Linked DNA regions of Mus musculus: region 1 is linked to region 2. Evidence: chromatin contacts called from public Hi-C data. All regions are on one chromosome and are shown on one strand. Each heading gives the region's core, a stretch centred on a gene start, on an enhancer-like site or on the middle of the called end of the contact. The rest is flanking DNA. Distances are from core to core; before and after follow the strand shown.

Region 1 (5,116 bases), core at 187-2,686, 72 kb after region 2:
CATGCCCAAGAATAAATACATGCACATGTGGCCACACTCAGCTTAAAGAGCCCCTGTCACACTTTTTTTTTATAGGATAAAGCACTACTTTATAGCACAGGCTACACATCTCCAGCCTTAACTCCCTGTGTGTTGTGTTGGAATTACAGGTGTTAGTGACCACATACAGCTGTTATAAGTACTACAGCATGGCAATTACCAATGCTAAAATCACTATGAAGATGTCACTTGCAAAAACAGAGAGACATTTACAAACCAAGGTTACCATGCAATCAGGAACCCTTAGGCCATTCAGCTTGGTATACTATGTAGTAATCGTGACTGGTAAATGGCAGTGTTTGAAACAGTTCTTATCAAGACTTTCAAGGTTGCTTTTAACTGTACTATCCTAGAGCAGGTAGAACACACACACGTATGTGTGTGTGTGTGTATATATATATATATGTGTGTATATATATATGTATATATGTGTGTATATGTGTGTGTATATGTACATTTATCTATGTGTGTATAATATATATATACATATTACTATATTGGTATCACATTAATCATTCAGTTTTTAAAAAATCTTTCTTATTTTCTGAGAAATGTATGTGTATAATCATGGTGATCTATGACAGGTATTCAGACCAAGGCATACCAAGAGTACCACAGTGACACAGAAAACTAAGCCAAGAAGAGCTGGACACTAAGAGACTACTAGAGGATCTGTGCAGATCAAAACTTGGGAGGCAGACAGAGAAGGGGCGGGGAGAATATCTGAGTTTGAGCATCAGTAGACACGAGTACTGGTTGCTACCCGCCAGCTGGGGCAAGTTACTTCTATTTCTGTGTAAGCAGGAAGTAGAACTAGTTATTCCACTTACATTCAAAGGGTTGTGGGAAGGTCAAGTGAGATCCTAGACCTGCAAAAGCTGCGGGATATGTGGATCATGGCATCTGGCTGCTGTCAGGCTACCCTGAGTACTAAACCCTTAATGATTGGATGAAAGCGTTAAAAGCAGTAAAACGGGGACCACGTAGTTACTGGGACCACGAGATACAAGAAAAGAGAAGTCACTTTGACGGCAGGGAGGGAAAGGGCTGGCTTTATAGGAAAGGTGATGTCTGCTGATTTAATCCAGAATGAGACAATTAAGCAGAAACATCCTACAGGCCTGGGCTTCAAGGGCAATGGGAAGATCACGCAGACTATTTGTCAATGGAAAAGCAGGACCCCAATCTCTGAGTGGCGTGGGAGATTAGAAAGGTCTGAGGACGAAAACAACAACAAAAATATTAGCACAGAAAAAGAAGAGTGGTAACAGTACAGTTATTCTTTCCTCAAGTGGGAGGCAGTTCAGTACAGCTGACTCAGAAAGGTTCAGAGAGACCAAAGGCGGAAAGGTTATCAGCTTCAACTTTGGGAGGCTATTAGTACCCGGGAAAGGAAAAGTACAGAGCAGAGGGGAGCCAGAGTTCACGTCTGGCAACAAGCAAACAAGTGCGCCTGGGAGCAGAGAGTACGGATCACAGAACTAAATCTGAGAGGTTAAGAAGAGAGAAATTGTGGAGCAGACGATAGACAGGCAGGAGGAGAAAGCGGAGAGTGTGGGTGGAAGAGGGCTGGGGTGGGGTAGTCCCCTGGAAAAACTTTTCCAGAAGCGGGCAGAACACGGATCGACTGGTACCAGTGCACTTGCACCAGGATGGGCTGTGGTTTAGTCTCTCATGTTACCTTGAGTGAAGCCAGTAAAAGTGAAGTACCCGCACGTTGCAAAGAGCACACAGATGAATACAGAAACCAAGATGGATGTGTGGATAATCCGGCGCCACTTCGCTACTGTGGGCTCTTCGAGAGAACCATAGACTAGGAAGCAGTTATGGTGGCAAATGAACGCTGGAACACAAAAGAAAACCTCATTACTCGGGAAACAGCAGGACTGTGTTTTCTACTTTGAAAAGGTGAGAGATGTATACTGCCTTAGAATATCTAATATCTCAAATGAACATATATTAATTTACAGCACTAAGTAAGCCAGAACGTAAGGCCTACATACAAGGAACTTCACAGAAGGCTTACCTAGTAACTTCATGTAACTCTCAACATAAACCAGACCTGTCCAACAACTCTCCCATTTTTTCCTCTTCCTATCTTCAGGAAAATTTGTACCTTGCTTTATTTGGCAGCTGGGACATAGTGGAGTTATAAATATCTAGCGAAATCCTAAATCCTTTCTGCCAAGACTTTATAGAAGTCTATGACATTTACTGGACTTCCAAGTTAGGAGACACACTAACCATTGGTGGAACTAACACAAGTTTGACAAAATCACACCGGGAAACAGGTCTCATGTGGAGGGGGTGGGGCTTATTAAAGAGAGGGGCGATAGAACATAAAGGAAGGAAGGAAAATGAAGTGGTTTGGGGTTGGGGAAAAAGTGGCTTTTTATTGGGGCCATGACACATGCGCAGGAGGACATGTGACAGGGGCAACAATGGGAATTGTTTTGCCTTTGAGCAGCCAGGGATGATATGACTTGTTGCCCAGTCCCTTGGGGATGGCCAGGAAGGTGCCTGATTGCTACCATTGTCATGGGGGTCCCTTTGGGCTGGCCAGGGATATGCTTGAGTGCTAACTACTGTCATGAATGTCCAGCATCGAAACACTGTTCTCCAATTAGAAGCAAAATTTAGTAACAAATGAGAAAGTTTAATAATGGACGAGCAAGGCTTGAGCTTGATTTTATATCAACAGGAACTAGATTGTGTACTGTTAATGGGGAATCTAAACGTAGAAGACCCTCTATACATGGACCAGAACCTCTTCACAGAGCAGATGTGTCATATTGACAAAGAGTTTTGAAACCAGGTACTCACCAAAAGACATCACCCCAATAGCCTGGATGGCATTGGGCTTTGCAAACACCCAAGCATTGTCTGTCTTTGGTCTAGAAGAAATTCAGTTATTTAGATACATTATTAAACAAGTGTAATAATAATATTCTCTTACTGGAGAATAAGAAATGGTGTCACCCATAAAAACTGAGTATCTTTCAATAGGAACTTAATAAGTGAGCTGGAGAGACAGCTCCAAGTTTAAAAGTACTTGTTTTCTTTGCACAGGACTCAGGTATGGTGCCTAGTACGCCCAAGGTGACTCATGGCCATTTGTAATTCCAATCCTGGGGTTGAATGTCCTCTTATGAACTCCCTAGGCCCCAGATACATCACACACACACACACACACACACACACACACACACACACACACACAAGAGAGAGAGAGAGAGGAATACAGAAACAGAGAGACAGGAAGATAGAAAAAGAGAGAGAGAGACAGAGAGAGAACAATTTTTATAGACAAGAATACCCATACATATAAAATAAATAAATTACTGAAAAGAGAAAGAGAAAATTAATAAGTGGTTTTCATCAACATACCTTTCCTGAGGGCATCAGAGTTTCCCAACCCCACTGCTCTAAAATGCCTGTTGAACACTTGGACAGATTCTGTGTTTAATTATACATATAAAATACTCACTGACTGCGTGACTTGGGGAAATCGATTTGCTCGATCAATATAACAACAAAAGTTAGTATGGAGTCATCACACAAGATCCTACGGGAGATAGACAATTGCCAGTATCCTATAACTCCTCTCCATTCACCTCTTCAGCTTTTCCAGTTCGATCCGCCTGAGAGAGGTGGAGTGCAGAGGGTACATGTGAGCTGATGCTGACTGACGGTGTACTGTCTATTTCTGGGGAAATATACTGTGCTGTTTCATTTGTTTCTTGCAGAGACATTTAAGAATTATCATTGTTTACACCAGACATAGTGTAACCTTAGCCCCTACTGGGCAGAGGCAGGTGGATCTCTATGAAGTCAAGGCTAGCTTGACATACACGTTGAGTTCCAGCTCAGCCAGGGCCACACACTCTGTCTCAAACCAAAACCAAAACCAAAACAATTATTTTTGTTTAACATCTGGGTAGTCTCTGCTTCATGGTCTGATTTGCTTTGCTTCCTGGTGTGTTTCGTACAAAATCTTTTCGTGCATTGGCCTCAAGAGTCTACCTGTTGGTAGACTTCTCAAGAGGAATTTTGATCATACATGCTTTTAAAACTTATATTTTACTCAGTTATTTGGTTTTGAGACAGAGTTCCAGGCTGGCCTCAAACATGTGATCTCCCTGCCTCAGCCTTTATTATAGCTCTGGGATTAAAAGTGTAGCTTCATCATGTCCATTTACATTCTCAAGCAGCATAAATCCCAGTGGAATTAAAACACCCAGAATCAGCACGGATTGGCCTACCTAATACATACCTTTCCCTCTACCTCTGGTAATAATGGATAGTACAGGCCTGGAGTCTGTTCCTCTGGCCTCTTCTACTTATTGGCTAAAGCATGCCGTTAGCCAAGTTAATCGATCCCTGTTTCAATTTCTGCATTTGTGAAATGGGTGTAACCATCTTATCTAATTCCCTGAGCTATTGCACAGATTAAATGAGATAAGGCGTGTAAATCTTCTGAGCAAGGAACTGTAAGGCAGTATCTATTCAATATATAGTCCGTTTTATCAGTACTGTTTATTAATATTGGATTAATATCCTTTCTTAAGTGTTCAAAGGCAAATAAGCATCCACGAGCATGGCACACTTCTATTGCCACGTTTGAATGAGACTCAGGAGAGTGTATGGAGGTGGACAAGGAGCCCACTGGAGAGCACCGGAGGGGGAAGAGCAACTAAGGGCAATTCTCGAGATGAAAACTCAGCCTTCACGTTTGTTATTCATTGTCTGAATGAAGAGGACACAAGCGAGTCCCATTTGTTTTGTCCAACGTCTGTGGAGTTTGTGCAGTATATCATCTTTCTATAAATGAACTGAGCAGCTCTCAGAGGGGGAAAACTGTCTTTCAGGAAAGCTAGCCTGAGCGGGAGGCCTCCCGTCGTTTCCGGACCTGCTGGGAATCTCTGTTCTTTGAGTGGAAGCTACTGCCACCTGCTGCCTTCACTGCTCTCTCTCCCTCCAGTCAGCCTGGCAAATTCCAGCCTTAATGAGCAACTGAAACATGCACACTTATTTAATATACTTATAAAATGATCCCTGTTGGGCAGTGTTAGCAGAG
Region 2 (4,405 bases), core at 1,661-4,160:
GGTGGGGGGGGGGGTCTGGGGGACTTTTGGGATAGCATTTGAAATGTAAATGAAGAAAATACGTAATTAAAAAAATAAATTAAAAAATGTGGTATTTAAAAACATTTAAATTACACTGACTTTTATCTGTGTTTGTGTGTGTGTGTGTGTGTGCACAATATGTATGGGGTTGGGATGCACATTCCAAAATACCAGAGGACATTTTTCACCTTCCACCATCTGGGTCCTGGAGAAGGAACTGAGGTCTTCAGATCTGATAGCTAATGCCTTTACACACTCAGCCACCTTGCTGGCCTATATGGTGGTTTTGAAAACACATATTCAACTGGGGCTTCAGATGTTACTCATCAGCTTAATACTTGACTAGTATAAGCTTGGCTATATACTTGGCTAGTCTCAATCCTAAAAGAGGAAGGAAGAATAAGGAGAAGGAGGAAGAGGAGGAGAATGAAGAAGAAGAGGAGGAGGAGGAGGAGGAGGAGAAGGAGAAGGAGAAGGAGAAGGAGGAGAAGGAGAAGAAGAAGAAGAAGAAGAAGAAGAAGAAGAAGAAGAAGAAGAAGAAGAAGAAGAAGAAGAAGAAGAAGAAGAAGAAGAAGAAAAGAAGAAGACGAAGAAGAAAAGAAGAAGAAGAGGAGGAGGAGGAGGAAGAGGAAGAAGAAGAAGAGAAGAAGAAGAGAAGAAGAGGAGGAGGAGGAAGAAGAAAAAGAAAAGAAGAAGAAAAAGAGGAGGAGGAGGAGGAGGAGGAAGAAGAAGAAGAGGAGGAGGAGGAGGAAGAAGAAGAAGAGAAGAAGAAGGAGAGGAGGAGGAGGGGGAAGAAGAAGAGAAGAAGAAGAAGAGGAGGAAGAGGAGGAGGAAGAAGAAGAAAAGAAGAAGAAGAAGAAGAAGAAGAAGAAGAAGAAGAAGAAGAAGAAGAAGAAGAAGAAGAAGAAGAAGATTATTTTAAAAAGGAAGAGTTCAGTCTGAACGTCCCTTTATTTTGGGGTCACTGTAAAGAGTCTTTGGTGAGTTTCCTTCAGTTTTTTTTCACCACTTTACCCTGTTGCTTCAGGGACTGCGTGGCAGATTAATCATTCCCAAGTGTAGAGATACACAGGAGATTCTGGTCAAAGTTTAGAATCTTATTTAAGGAACTAAACTTTTCACCCGAATATGAAGTAGTTCACAGAGCATGGTACAGTTTAGGAAGGTGATGTCCTTTTTATTTATGCTTTTAGTCAACACGTGTTTCAAAATGACAAAGAACATGACCATTTCTGTCTTAGGGTTTTACTGCTGTGAAGAGACACCATGACCAAGGCAATTCTTATAAGGACAACATTTAATTGGGGCTGGCTTACAGGTTCAGAGGTTCAGTTCATTATCATCAAGGCGGGAGCATGGCAGCATCCAGGCAGGCATGGTGCAGGAGGAACTGAGAGTTCTACATCTTCATCTGTAGGCTGCTAGTAGAAAACTGGCTTCCAAGGCAGCTAGGATGTGGGTCTTAAAGCCCAGGCCGACAGTGCACTTCCTCCAACAAGGCCACACCCACTTCAACAAGGCCACACCTCCTAACAACGCCACTCCTTGGCCTAAGCATAATCAAACCTTTTCAACTCACAGTAACAATTCTCTGTTGTCTCTTAACGTCACTGTTGTCAAGAGAGCCAGAAGTCGAGCACACTGTAAAAACAGATGCCTCTCTGAAACGTAAATATATCTACAAGTGCACAGATGTTTCTGCTGTTGGATATCCTAATCCTGGGCAATGGCATCCTTCTGCTTTAGTAGTCCGTGCATGGTGTGTAACATGCCAAGCCTGTCCAAACAGACACTTTTATATAGACACTGTGCTTCATAGAATGGACTGCATCTTAAGCCACGTTATATAATTGGTATGCATTGTCCTCTCCCACCACCACCGCAAAAATCTGCCTTTTCTTCTTTGACTTTTATGAATCAACCTGAACCTGTACTCCCCGCTTCCCTGAGCCACGAGGCCGGAGTACAGTCACAAAGACATCATAGGCTACACCATCTTCCTCTAGCCAGAGTAAAACACATGTGTTTTGTAAGGAAATTAGATGGGAACTGGCCCTTGGCTTGCTAGGGTGAGTGGCACCTTCTGCGCAGGCTCGTTGTGCTGTAGTTGTCAGTGTTTCTGCGCAGGCTCATTCTGCTATAGTCCTCGGTGTTTCTCTGTATGAAGCCAGGAAGGATTCTCAGGTCCTCCCTCCATCATTGTAAGCGAGCCTGCTGTTCTAATCATTCTTGCCCATACCCAGGCTTCTGCCACTCGAATGCATTTCACAATTTGAGCCTTTGTCTCAGTTTTGGGACCAATCAAAGGACCTGGGTCATTTCAACTCAATGTACCGATATCTACACCTTCCATTTTCTTATATATGTCCAGTTAATTCTCTCAGGGGCATGACCTTCCAGAGCAGAGTATAGGACCTTAGGAATACCAGAGCTGAGAACCAAACACCCAACAAATCCTCCTGTGACCACGACGGTGAAAACAAACCTATGTTCCTGGTGCTGATGAGCCTTTGGCAGATAATGACATGTTTCGTTACTAATAAGGAAAAGCCTAAATCTCTCTGGCACGGGACTTGGCTGGTGTGCTAGAGAGTCCTGGCTCCGCCCTCAGCACTGTAAATAGTGATGATAATAATTATTATTTGTTATACTCTTTATCCAGCCAGGTTTTATTTATAGTGCTTCCATGGTGCGTTTGATAGGCAGTTGTTAGAGAATTACTTCTAAGTGAACGAACTGTATTTGCTGAGTTAATATTTTTTTCCCCAGCATGGGATTAACCTGGATATTTTGGTATTTGAGGAAGCTCATTCACTTTCATGGCTTCACCTAGTATCTGTTTGGTTTTACTTTAAAAATAAACAAGTAAATACAAGGTCTTCCGAAGTGGCCCAGGCTGACCTCAGTTTCACAATCCTCCTGCCTCCACCCCTCAAGTGCTAGAATGAGAAGCATTCGCCACCGTCTGGCTGGTTTGGCATTTGTTTCTAATAACTATTGAACCTACACTAGTTTTATTCTGACTTTGTTTTTTCTTCTATGGTAAGATGTCTCTTGAATGTTTAAGTAATTGAAAGTTCACATTGAAATCTGTGTTCATTAGTATTTTCTTCCTTCTCCCAGTGCCAAAAAGAAGAAGAAAAAGAAGTTGAGAGAGGATCTCACTGTTTGTCCTAGATCGGCGTGTATCTCTCTGTCCTGAGCTGGTGCTCTTTCAAGCCATTGTTTGTTTTGGGTTTTGTTCTTCTCTGTTTTTTTTTTGTTTGTTTGTTTGTTTGTTTGTTTTTTGGGGTTTTTTTTTTTTGGTTTGGTTTGGTTTGGTTGTTCTGTTTTGTTTTGTTTTGTTTTGTTTTGTTTGTTTTAAGAAAAGGTCTCTCTACTTTGCCTTCACTGTCCTAGAACTCACTGTGTAGACCTGGCTGACCTTGAACTCACAAAGCTCCAGCTGCCTCTGCCCCCTGAGTGCAAGAATCTAATGCATGCTCCACATGCCCATCTCACCACAAGCTTAACTATAATGCCTTCATTTCTCTTTCTTGTTATGTATACATTTTTGCTGATTCTTTTCTTATTCTTACTAATTCTCTTGAATCGTAAACCTTATTTATTATTGGGATCAGGTGTGGTGGCACATGCTCACAATCCCTGCATTCAGAGTTTATGTCAAAAGACTCATAAGTTTATGGTTAGCCTGTACTATGTAAGGACTTCAAGGACAGCCTGGGCTACAGAGTACACCTGTCTTATCAAACAGCAGCAGCAGCAACAACAATAATAACAACAACAAAATATACCCCAAATCAAACCCTAAACTATTAATTTTTGCATTCAAAAAATAACTAAAGCCAGTATTTAACATGTATTTGTTATTGCCGTGGTAGGGCATACCATATAGAAATTTATACTAAATCATTTTTGCAAAACACATCATGAAAGTGTCCATCCACACTGGGAGTGAAATGATTGATCCATCCAGGTCCCCAGAAAGGCATTAACCAAGCTACCTCTCACGCCCCACAAAAAAAAAAAAAGAAAAAAAAAGAAATGAAAAAGAAAGGAAAAGAAAAAAGAAAAAGAAAGGAAGGAAGGAAGAATGAAAGAAAAGAAGAGAGAAAAAAGAAAAAATAGAAAAATCCACTTTGATAGCAACTTTACTGAGTCACTGTATCTTGAGTCACATGGGATTCTGTTACTGGAAGTCAGTCCTCCCTGGTTCCTGGGGTAGTCTATTAAAGTTCCAGCTGTCATATATCTATACCTGTGTGCTGTGTGCTCTATAGGTCAAAGGGAAGCAGGAAGAAGCCCCCTTTATACTTTCCTGTCTCTGGCATTTTGGGTCTGTTTCTTGAACTCCTGGGTGTGATTTTTTGGATACCCACAGTGG

The links. Hi-C and Micro-C count contacts between places; a contact is called where the count stands out from the background.
Region 1: a Hi-C map of liver shows a contact between it and region 2, with 2.7 times the contacts expected there. The contact joins two enhancer-like sites. A contact is called at or near these places in 8 of 484 Hi-C or Micro-C datasets (embryonic fibroblasts, liver, nephron progenitors and 1 more) and 3 of 115 datasets of contacts at active chromatin or transcription factors (CD8 T cells, astrocytes and hepatocytes).

What each region holds. Positions count from the first base shown.
Region 1 is chr2:65,332,870-65,337,985 of GRCm38.p6, forward strand. It overlaps Slc38a11 (solute carrier family 38, member 11), which reads right to left. Exons shown (of 12, transcript NM_177074.2): 8 at 2,863-2,933; 9 at 1,721-1,882. Among named protein-coding and RNA genes, the nearest start is that of Slc38a11, 29 kb to the right of the region's middle. Within about 2 kb of position 1,437, at least 21 of the 459 cell types and tissues checked have an H3K27ac peak or open chromatin away from gene starts, as enhancers often do. A contact at or near this core is called in hepatocytes and liver, where this site is marked.
Region 2 is chr2:65,259,516-65,263,920 of GRCm38.p6, forward strand. No RefSeq gene overlaps it. Among named protein-coding and RNA genes, the nearest start is that of Cobll1, 23 kb to the left of the region's middle. Within about 2 kb of position 2,911, at least 7 of the 459 cell types and tissues checked have an H3K27ac peak or open chromatin away from gene starts, as enhancers often do. A contact at or near this core is called in hepatocytes and liver, where this site is marked.